2 separate regions of the Sus scrofa genome follow, and region 2 is linked to region 1. A link is a contact called in public Hi-C data. All regions are on one chromosome and are shown on one strand. Each heading gives the region's core, a stretch centred on a gene start, on an enhancer-like site or on the middle of the called end of the contact. The rest is flanking DNA. Distances are from core to core; before and after follow the strand shown.

Region 1 (4,698 bases), core at 1,486-3,985:
ACCGTTTAAATCTCCAACTTCCTACAGCTTTTGTGTGTGGTTCTTGCTTTATGTTTTAACTGTGCCCTGTCCTATTGGAGGGTTTCCTTTTGGCCTATCTGATCCTTCCTTATAGAACTCTCTCTTCTTTCTTCCTGGTTTCCCAGAAACTCTTAACATCTGCCTTGAACTCCACCCAGGTTCTTCCAAAAATTATTCCTGGAACATTTCCATGGATGTGTACAGAGAAGTTCTGCTCATTCCCGGGTGTGAAATTTCTTTGGAGAAAAGAAATTTGGCATAAAGGTAAAACGTCAAACACTGCTTTCTTTCACTTCCTAGCCCTGGCCCTTCTCAAGGGTTAGGTACCAGGACCAACTTGACTCTGGCCCACACTCTGCTCTCTAAGGAGGAGCTTCGCAGGGCCGAGGGGCATTGACATTGAGGCACCTTGTGGTCTGGATGTCAGTCAAGTGGCATGAAATTCATCATTATGTAAAACATAAAGTTTACACACACACTTTAAAAGAGGGTAAAATAGTTCGGTCTCTTTCAGAAAGCATTGTAATGAAACAAAATACTTTTTTGAAAAATGGAGGCAAAGCATCTTACATATTTCATGGTAGTTTTTAATTGTATTGGCTTTTTTCCTCTTTTTTTTTTTTCTTTTTAATGGCCATACCTGAAGCATATGGAAATTCCCAGGCTAGGGGCTGAATCTGGGCCACTGCTGAGACCTACACTGCAGCTGTGGCAACACCTGATCCTTTAACCTACTGCACCAGGCTGGAGATGGGCTCTCTAGGCTGGGGATCAAACCTGTGCCTCCAAAGTGACCTAAGCTGCTGAAGTCGGTTTCTTTCTTTTTTTTTTCTTTTTTCTTTTCTTTTTTTTTTTTTTTTTTTTGTCTTTTTGTCTTTTTGCTATTTCTTGGGCTGCTCCCATGGCATACAGAGGTTCCCAGGCTAGGGGTTGAATCAGAGATGTAGCCACCAGCCTATGCCAGAGCCACAGCAACGCCAGATCCAAGGCATGTCTGTGATCTATACCACAGCTTAGGCCAAGGCTGGATCCTTAACCCACTGAGCAAGGCCAGGGATTGAACCCAAAACCTCATGGTTCCTAGTCGGATTCGTTAACCACTGAGCCATGACAGGAACTCCCTGAAGTTGGTTTCTTAACTCACTGTGCCACAGGGGGAACTCCTGTGTTTTTCCTCTTATGTATTCACGTCTTTTTTATTTTTTATTTTTTTCTATTTGTGCTACTGCTGTGCACAGCCCTTGATTCCTAGAGAAACTGTTGACTTTACCTCTCACCTTTGGCTAAAAATATAGAGTTGCTTAACTCTTTAGATTTTTCTTTTATCCTCAATAATGCCTTGACTTGCTTTTTGCCCCAAAGAAACCCACAAAGAGAATTGGGGGGGGGGAGCCCATTATTTTCCTCTGCTTTTAGAAACTGAACCAATTAGTGAGGTGCAATCAACTTCTACAATATTCCTCTAACAAACTAAATATACTGCACACAGAATAGGTTTAGACATCTTCCCTCCACCGAGTTTATTTAAGGCTCTTTGGCAGGAACTCGTGCTGGAATAGGCAGCTTCTTGGATGCTTTCAACTTGCAATTTGACACCTAATGGTTTTCCTCTTGGCTGAGAAACTCCATAAACAGAAGTGAGCAAGAGACCATGTGACTCCAGTGCTCTGGGCAGCTCAGATCCCTGGAAAGGAGGGGTTGGGGGCAGGGACAGAGGCTGCTCCTGGCTGCTGTTTTAAGATGCATCCAACAACGAAAACATCCTTTCTCAGAGGCATGAGTCCGTGTCCTCAAGAGCCAGGGCATTTGCTTGGGCCCCAGGAGCTGGGGGAACCTGCTGCTCCATCTTGGGTGAGGTGTCTGCTTTCAAACAGCTCCCTGCCCTTTTGCTGCAAAGGCAGTGTGAGGGAGTAGGAAAAGCCTTCAGAGCTGAAAGTCTGCACTTGGTGTGCCCAACACCCGTTGTACAATTGGGGGCAGGTTCCTTTGCTGTTCTTCCATTCAGGTTTTCATTGCTAAAATGGGGATGATGGTTTAAAATGACTCTCATCAAGCCAATAACCCCAGGCTTGGGCTAAGCATGCTAGGTTGTCTCATTTCCTCCCAAGCAGAAAGCCAAGCCAGCAGCTGAGTTTGAGGGTGGGCCTGTTTGCTGCCCTCTCCAAGCCCCCGGCTTCTCATCTCCAACCTGGAAATCACAAGAGGTCTTACCTCCCAAGGGGTGTTGGGAAGATGACGCAAGAGAATGTGAAAAAAAGTTACGAGAGTGATGGACGCATAATAAGTACTCAGTTGATGATGGCTGTTATTAACAGCCCTCAAAAGGTAGTTATTACCCCTTTAAAGATGTGGAAATTGGAGTTCTCTTGTGATGCAGTGGGTGGAAGATCCGGTTTGTCACTGCTATGGCACAGGTTTGATCCCTGACCCAGGAACTTCCATATGCCACAGGTATGCCACCCCCCGCCAAAAAAAGGTGGAAATTAGTACCAATAACAGTGGCTACTGCGTAGACCTGAGATTCAAGCTTAGGTCCATTGGCTATTAAAACGGGGCTCAAACCACCCCTGATAAAAATTGCTGTTGCCAGCAATTTGGGCCTCACTCTCATCCTCTGTGCCTCCCTCCCTCCCCGCCGCCTGCCTCCACTGGGCCCCCTGATCTCTGAATCATCCCAACACTCAGCTCTATTCTTCTGGTTCCCAGACCAAGGCTGAGTGGAGGGAGGAAGTTCCAAACCAGACTCAGCCTCTCCATCCTTTGAGGCTGGAGACTGAGTCACTCTTCCTGTGCACTGAGGACAAAGCGTTCCAGGGCTAACCACAGAGTCCTGTCTGTTCACTAAGGAAACCCCCGCAGTGGTCTCACAAAGGAGAGGAAAGCCTGGCCCGGCTGGCCACCGCCTCTCACGATGCCCATCCCCCTTGGTCGCCTTGCCACGGTCCCCATCCCGTTCTCCCTCCTGTGCTCCTGTTCCCACACCCAGGATCAGCTTGCTGTCGCCAATAACAAGGGCACTGGGATTGGCACATGGTACACAGCCCCTCTAATATATGTCATGGTCTTCAAGGCAACTCTTAGCGCCTCCAATTTCCATTGAGGAAAAACCAACTCAGAAGGATTACAGAATGCACCTGAGGACACATTAGCATTTATAAAAACAGCCATCTTTTGCATTTATTCTTTTTTTTTTTTTTTTTTTGTCTTTGTGCCTTTTCTAGGGTTGCTGCTGCGACATATGGAGTTCCCAGGCTAGGGGTCGAATCGGAGCTGTAGCCACCGGCCTCTGCCAGAGCCACAGCAACGCAGGATCCGAGCCACATCTGCAACCTACACCACAGCTCATGGCAACGCCAGATCATTAACCCACTGAGCAAGGTCAGGGATCGAACCCGCAACCTCATGGTTCCTAGTTGGATTTGTTTCTGCTGCGCCACGACAGGAACTCCTATTCTTTATGGATGTATTGAAATCACCTAGAATGAGATTTGTCAACCTCAGTGCTATTCTAGCAATATTCTCCTTGGAAGTGGAAAGGGTTTGCCATTACCTTTTCATGGCTGAACACAGAGGGAGCACCCATTGTCAACCCCCATTTTATCACCTCCACTTGAGTGCTGGTGGCTGAACTCAGCTATGCGGCCACACTTAGCGCTGGGGAGGCTGGGGTGTGTGGCTGTTCTTTTGTGTCCATATAAAAATCAGAGACTGTGGAATTCACATCGTGGCTCAAAGGAAACAAATCTGACTAGTATCTCTGAGGATGCGGGTTCCATCTCTGGCCTTGCTCAGTGGGTTAAGGCTCTGATGGTGCCATGAGCTGTGGTGGAGGTTGCAGACGCGGCTCGGATCTCACGTCGCTGTGGCTGTGGCGTAGGCTGGCAGCTGCAGCTCCGATTCGACTCCTAGCCTGGGAACCTTCATATGCCATGGGTGCAGCCCTAAAAAGCAAAAAGCAAAAGAAAAACAAAATAAAAATCAGAGATTGTGATGGTTAATTTTATGTGTCAACTTGACCAGGCTAAATGATACCCAGACAGCTGGTAAAGCATTATTTCTGGGAGTGTGTCTGTAAGGATGTTTCTGCAAAAGATGGGCATGTGATGCAGTGGACCGGGTGAAGAAATAGCCCCTCACCAAGGTGGGTGGCCTCACCCAGGGCCTGGAGAGCCCAGACGGAGCAGAAAGTAAAGGTAGGATGAACCCGCTCTCTCTTCTTGGGCTGGGCTGTCCACCTTTTCCTTCCCTTGGGTACCAAGACCCCTGGTTCTCAGACTCAATCACACCAGCATCTCCCCTGGGTCTCCAGCCTACAGATGCGGTGGGGAGGAGTGTCTTGGCCTCCACCACCTTGTGGAGCAAGTCCCAAAACCCTTCCCTTCTTACCTCTCTCTCTATTTCCTATCAGTTCTGTTTCTCTGAGGAACCCTGCTTCATGCACGGATTCTACTGTTGTAGAAAAACGAAAAGGGAACTTGGAACCCACTAGCACTTTCTGCTCCCAGCACTCTACAGTGTGGTCATCCGTCTCAAGGGCCTCATGACTGCGAGAGCTTGGTGAACCCTAAGGAAAACACACACACGCAAAAAACACACGTATGCAAACGAACCCTAGCTGCAGACTTTTTCCAAAAAAACTCTTACACCCCAAATCCTGAGATGTTACCAACGTATCCA
Region 2 (4,698 bases), core at 1,239-3,738, 160 kb after region 1:
GGCAGGGATTGCGTGCAGGCTCCTTGATTGTAGAGGGGGACCTGGCTGGAGTCCAGACAGGCTGGGGCTCTGTTGATCATTATGTCTGGTCTTCAGGTGTCTGGGCACACAGTGGGCCGTGGTGGGGGAGGTGTGGATAACAGGAGAGCAGACAAAGAAAAAAAAAATGGTGTATTTAAAAAAGATTATGCGAAGATGTGTGTCCAAGCCCTCTTTAAAAAAAAAAAAAAAAAAGCCTCCCGAACGTCTTGGACTTTTATAATTAGAATGCAAGCTCTGCTCTGGCAGATCTCTTTAAGCCATAATTAGTTATGTCTGGAGCCTTTGAATAATTCCTTTCCATAATTGATGGAGTTAATATTCTCTTTCAAAAAAATGAGGAGGACGATGTTTTCTTCCAAACTCCCCTTTGGCTGGAGGTATTGCCCGTCAAAATCTGCATCAGTGAAAAATCACATCGGTTGGATTTACTGTTTAATTTCTTAGGCGACTTAGCTGATAACTTTTTAAGGATTTGGATGATTCTAGAAGTGAGGGCATTAAGGCATTGCTGGTTTACCCTCGCTGCATGTAGAAAGAAAGCAATAGCACGGATCATTCTCCCCCATTTGTTTCCAATTATTTTATTAATTAAAAAAACTGCTTTGTATGTTGCTTCTGTTGGAAACTCCATCAAAAAAAAAAAAAATCTTACCGTGAATGTGACTTCAATGCTAAGGATACCCTTGTGTGCCAGTCCAAAGAAATCCCCAATTACTTTATTCTTTAAGCATTCTTCTATAAAGAAGCTTCGGCATGCTTCCTCCCTACCCCCACATCCTCACTCCACCCTATTAGGAATTTCAAAAAAAAAAAAAAAAATCTTTATACATGGAAGGCTGGATCCTGGGACAGAAAGCTGTCCTTTGCTTCTGTCTTTACACTGGCCCCTTTCAGTAGCCTCTCCCTTCTGCCGGGACGTGCTTTCATATTTTGTGGACTAAAACCCTAAAGACCAGTTCGGTCTCTATTATGATTAGAACATGAAAAGTGGTGGTTGAAAAAATAAATAAAAAGAAAGCCCTGGCTTGAAGCCATTGTTCAGAATTTAAGAGCTCCTTGCCCCAAGTGTCTTAGCCGTCTTTCATAGCTAATTATAATAACTGTCAGATGTCTGGAGAGTGGCTGGTGTCCTTGTCAGTGGAGTCAGCAAAGTTTGCCTTTTATTTTTCTTGGGAACGGATCGAATCTGATTAGACTCAAGAGCGAAAAGAAGTGAAGTAAGTACATATGTGTGTGCCTTCATTTTTTTCTTCCGAACAAAGCAGCGTGCCGGAGCACTGTTCCAAGGTGCAGCCTCCTGCAGCTCCTCTTGGAATGCCTGACTTTTATTTTTCATTCTTTATCTTTAACCAAATCAAGCATGCAACAATTGTTTTGGAAACCTTTTCCTGCCAGCTGAACACCCTTCTGTACACACATAAAAGAGGAGCACCAAAAAAACCACATCTTCACATATTGGATGCTTATGACATAAAACTATTGGAACCAGTACCCTGGATGGAAAGAAATGTATACTTACAATTTCAAAACGCTTATTTGTGCTCGTTCCTGGTCCCTGGAGGCACAGCAGCGGCTCTGGCTGGACGGTCTCTGATGCAGGTGCAGAATCCCTGATTCCAGGAAGGAGGGAGAGAGCAAAGTGTTTTCCCAAAGTCCCTCGGAACTCAGGCACTTGTGCCCAGGCATTCCTTGCTCCTGTGAAAGCCGTACTATCTGCAGTTCTGAATTGAACTAAATTACAGCCCATGTGAAAGACAGGGGCAGTGAGTCACGTGGGAGATACACAGCTATCCTATTGGCCACTGAGACACAGCTTAGGCATTCTGCCTTCTCCTCCATTGGTGAAGAGTTAAAAATGAAAGCACTTGGGTCCTCCTCTCCAGCTTATTTGTCCTTTATGTGTGGAAGAATGACTGTAGGATTTTACAGTGACAGAATTAGTTAGGAGACGGACTGAAGTCATCCTTCACGGAGCCTGGTGGGAGGGGACTGGAAGAGCTCAGCTTTTTCAAGATTTTTTTTTTTTCCCTTTTTATCCCCCTGCCCTGCAGTTTTGTCTGTGATTTGCCTGTCTGCCTGTCAGGGAAATGTGTGTGTGTGTGTGTGTGTGTGTGTGTGTGTGTGTTTCCTCAGTTAACTTTGGAGGTGACAGAAAGTAAATTATCCTCTTATCCCTTTGCCGAACTCGGTCATGTTTGGAAGCACAAAATCAATTTTTCTTCAATGATGAATGTTCAGATTTTATTTTGATGTGGAAAGAAGCCTAATTGCCATTCTAAACAGTCGACGTTGTACATTAGAGATACCCAGAAACAGAATTAACTTTTCTGAGTAGCTCCTACATAGCGGGGAGAATAACCCTGGAAAAGGTTAAAAGGCAACACTATCAAAAAAGCTTCAGTTAAGCAGGGCAGAAGAGGAAGTATACTTTCCATATTGTTCTTTTTTTTTTTTTTTTCTTTTTGGTCATTTTAGGGCCGCACCCAAGCATATGGAGGTTCCCAGGCTAGGGGTCTAATCGGAGCTGTAGCTGCCAGCCTCCACCACAGCCACAGCAACTGGGATCTGAGCCGCGTCTGCGACCTACACCACAGCTCATGGCAAAGCCAGATCCTTAACCCACTGAGCAAGGCCAGAGATCAAACCCGTAACCTCATGGTTCCTAATGGGATTCATTTCTGCTGTGCCATGATGGGAACACCCCCCAATTGTTCTTTAATTTCCCTCTTTTAATAATGAAAAATGACCATAAAAAGGGCAGCCAAAAGGCACTTTTCAGTTGTCACAGCATTGTTTAAGTCACCTGGTTGCTAAAAGTCTCCAGTGCATTTGTGAGGATTTAGAGGTGCAAGTCCCCTAAGGGAACCTCAGACCCTTAGACACCATCGCATCCCGTATTCCCCATGAAACGGTGGCTAAAGGTGAGGGAGGAGGCCTCTGATGGGCAATACCTCTTGATCCATTTACCCTGATCCAGGATCCAGATGTGTAAAAGAAATGAAGGAAACACCCGAGGGAGTAGGACTTGTTTGCTTTTCCTTGCAAACCTCCTAAGAGCCCGTCACTCTGTTTCATGAAATTGTTTAACATGTGACAACTCGTAGGCTAAGTTTCATTACTTTCATTTCCTGGGGACAAAACCGGACTCAGTTGCTTTTACCATCACGGTCCTGCTTGATGTGCACACCCACCTCTGATATTTCTGTCGACTTTTTTTCCCAGGAGGACAGTGGTGCTCCCTTGCAGGCACCTGGCTATTGTATCCGCCAGGGGATGCGCCAAGCACATCCCATCCCATCCTGTCCAGTCCTTTCAGTTATCCTTGGGTTAGCTCTGGTCATCTCCGAGGCAGAGCAGAGGAAAGGAGGCAGATACTCCGTTCCACAAAGTTGGTAGTTGATGGCCCTTGATTCAAACCAACGCTCCTCCACTTTACACACTGCACAGATTTTCATTATGGTGCTGCTGAAGTTTTTTTTTTTTTTTTCCCCTTTCTGATGCAACACATTTGACTATTTCACACATATGGCATTATGTGAAATATTCAAATTTCACTCAGTGGATGCAGAATATCTGCTGTAGTCACATAAGTGTGTTTGGTTCAGACCCACATCATACCATTAAGTGACCCACACGGGACGGTAAATTGGTCTTAGAAGGGCAGTAGACTATATTTGAGTCTGGACCCCCTGAAAGAGCCTTGTGTGGTCATTCAACCAGAGAAGCATCCACATTTATCAAAGGAACAAACTTTCCCAGCACATCGGTCTGGGCCTTGAGGTGTTTCATGGCTGGTCTGGAGCTTGAAATACATCGAACCCTGGGGTAAGTCAAATCCTGGATCCTTTCCTAAATAGTGTCAAAAGTTCCTCATATTAAGAATATCAAGAACCTTATGGACTTTCCTGGATGTGTCCTCCCTGCAACCACAGAAATTAAAGGAAACATCCACTCACACTGCCTATCCTTGTGGGGTCTGTTTGTCAACTTGAGGAGTGTCAGCATCCTTACCTGTGCTCCCTGTCACTCATGGCAGCTAGGCCGGGCTACCTACAGGTGGGTAGGCAGAATTAGACAATCATCTTATTTTTGACCTTGTTCTTTCATTGAGTGGCTCTGAGTTTTCCCTACCTTGCCTTTCCTTCCTGTCATCCAGAACTTTTCTAAGTCCACCTTCTCATACAGCACCCAGGTGACAATATCAAGTTTCTCCACTCTATTGAAAAGATTCCAAGGACGGGGTTATATCTCACTATTTTTTAAGCCCTCCTAATGCCCATCACAGCAAAGATGAGATACACATGTGCTGGTATTTTTTCTTTCTTTTGTCTCCCAATGATCAATTCATGAGCAGCCATCAGCTACGAAATAACTCTGGGACGATAATGTGTGAAAAACAACCACCTTTTAAAATGAAGTTAAAGTAAAGGAGTCAGACACTGGAGGACAAGTGGGGAAATTACTTGGAGACCATGGACTGTCCCCAATATTGGTCCAGATTAATCATGTAGAACAATGGCCCTGACTGCGCCGAAGTTCCCAGCGTTGCCACGTGTTTACTTAACTCCTGTTGGCTGCCATCTATCAACCTTTTCTGTCCTTCTCATTCACGGGGGACCAGGCTTCCGGTTCTCAGATTTCCTCTTTATCACCAGC

The links. A called contact is a pair of places that touch in the nucleus more often than the background predicts.
Region 2: a contact with region 1 is called in a Hi-C map of embryonic fibroblasts, with 2.9 times the contacts expected there. The contact joins the promoter of LOC110255652 here to the enhancer-like site in region 1. A contact is called at or near these places in 1 of 5 promoter capture datasets (fetal skeletal muscle), 7 of 47 Hi-C or Micro-C datasets (brain, embryonic fibroblasts, fetal skeletal muscle and 2 more) and 2 of 2 datasets of contacts at active chromatin or transcription factors (alveolar macrophages and skeletal muscle).

What each region holds. Positions count from the first base shown.
Region 1 is chr10:21,618,971-21,623,668 of Sscrofa11.1, forward strand. No RefSeq gene overlaps it. Among named protein-coding and RNA genes, the nearest start is that of MIR181B-1, 75 kb to the right of the region's middle. Within about 2 kb of position 2,736, at least 21 of the 83 cell types and tissues checked have an H3K27ac peak or open chromatin away from gene starts, as enhancers often do. A contact at or near this core is called in alveolar macrophages, embryonic fibroblasts and skeletal muscle, where this site is marked.
Region 2 is chr10:21,776,342-21,781,039 of Sscrofa11.1, forward strand. LOC110255652 reads right to left here and starts at 2,489. Exons shown (of 5, transcript XR_002336251.1): 1 at 1,562-2,489. It overlaps LOC110255653 (a long non-coding RNA gene), which reads left to right. Exons shown (of 2, transcript XR_002336256.1): 2 at 1-234.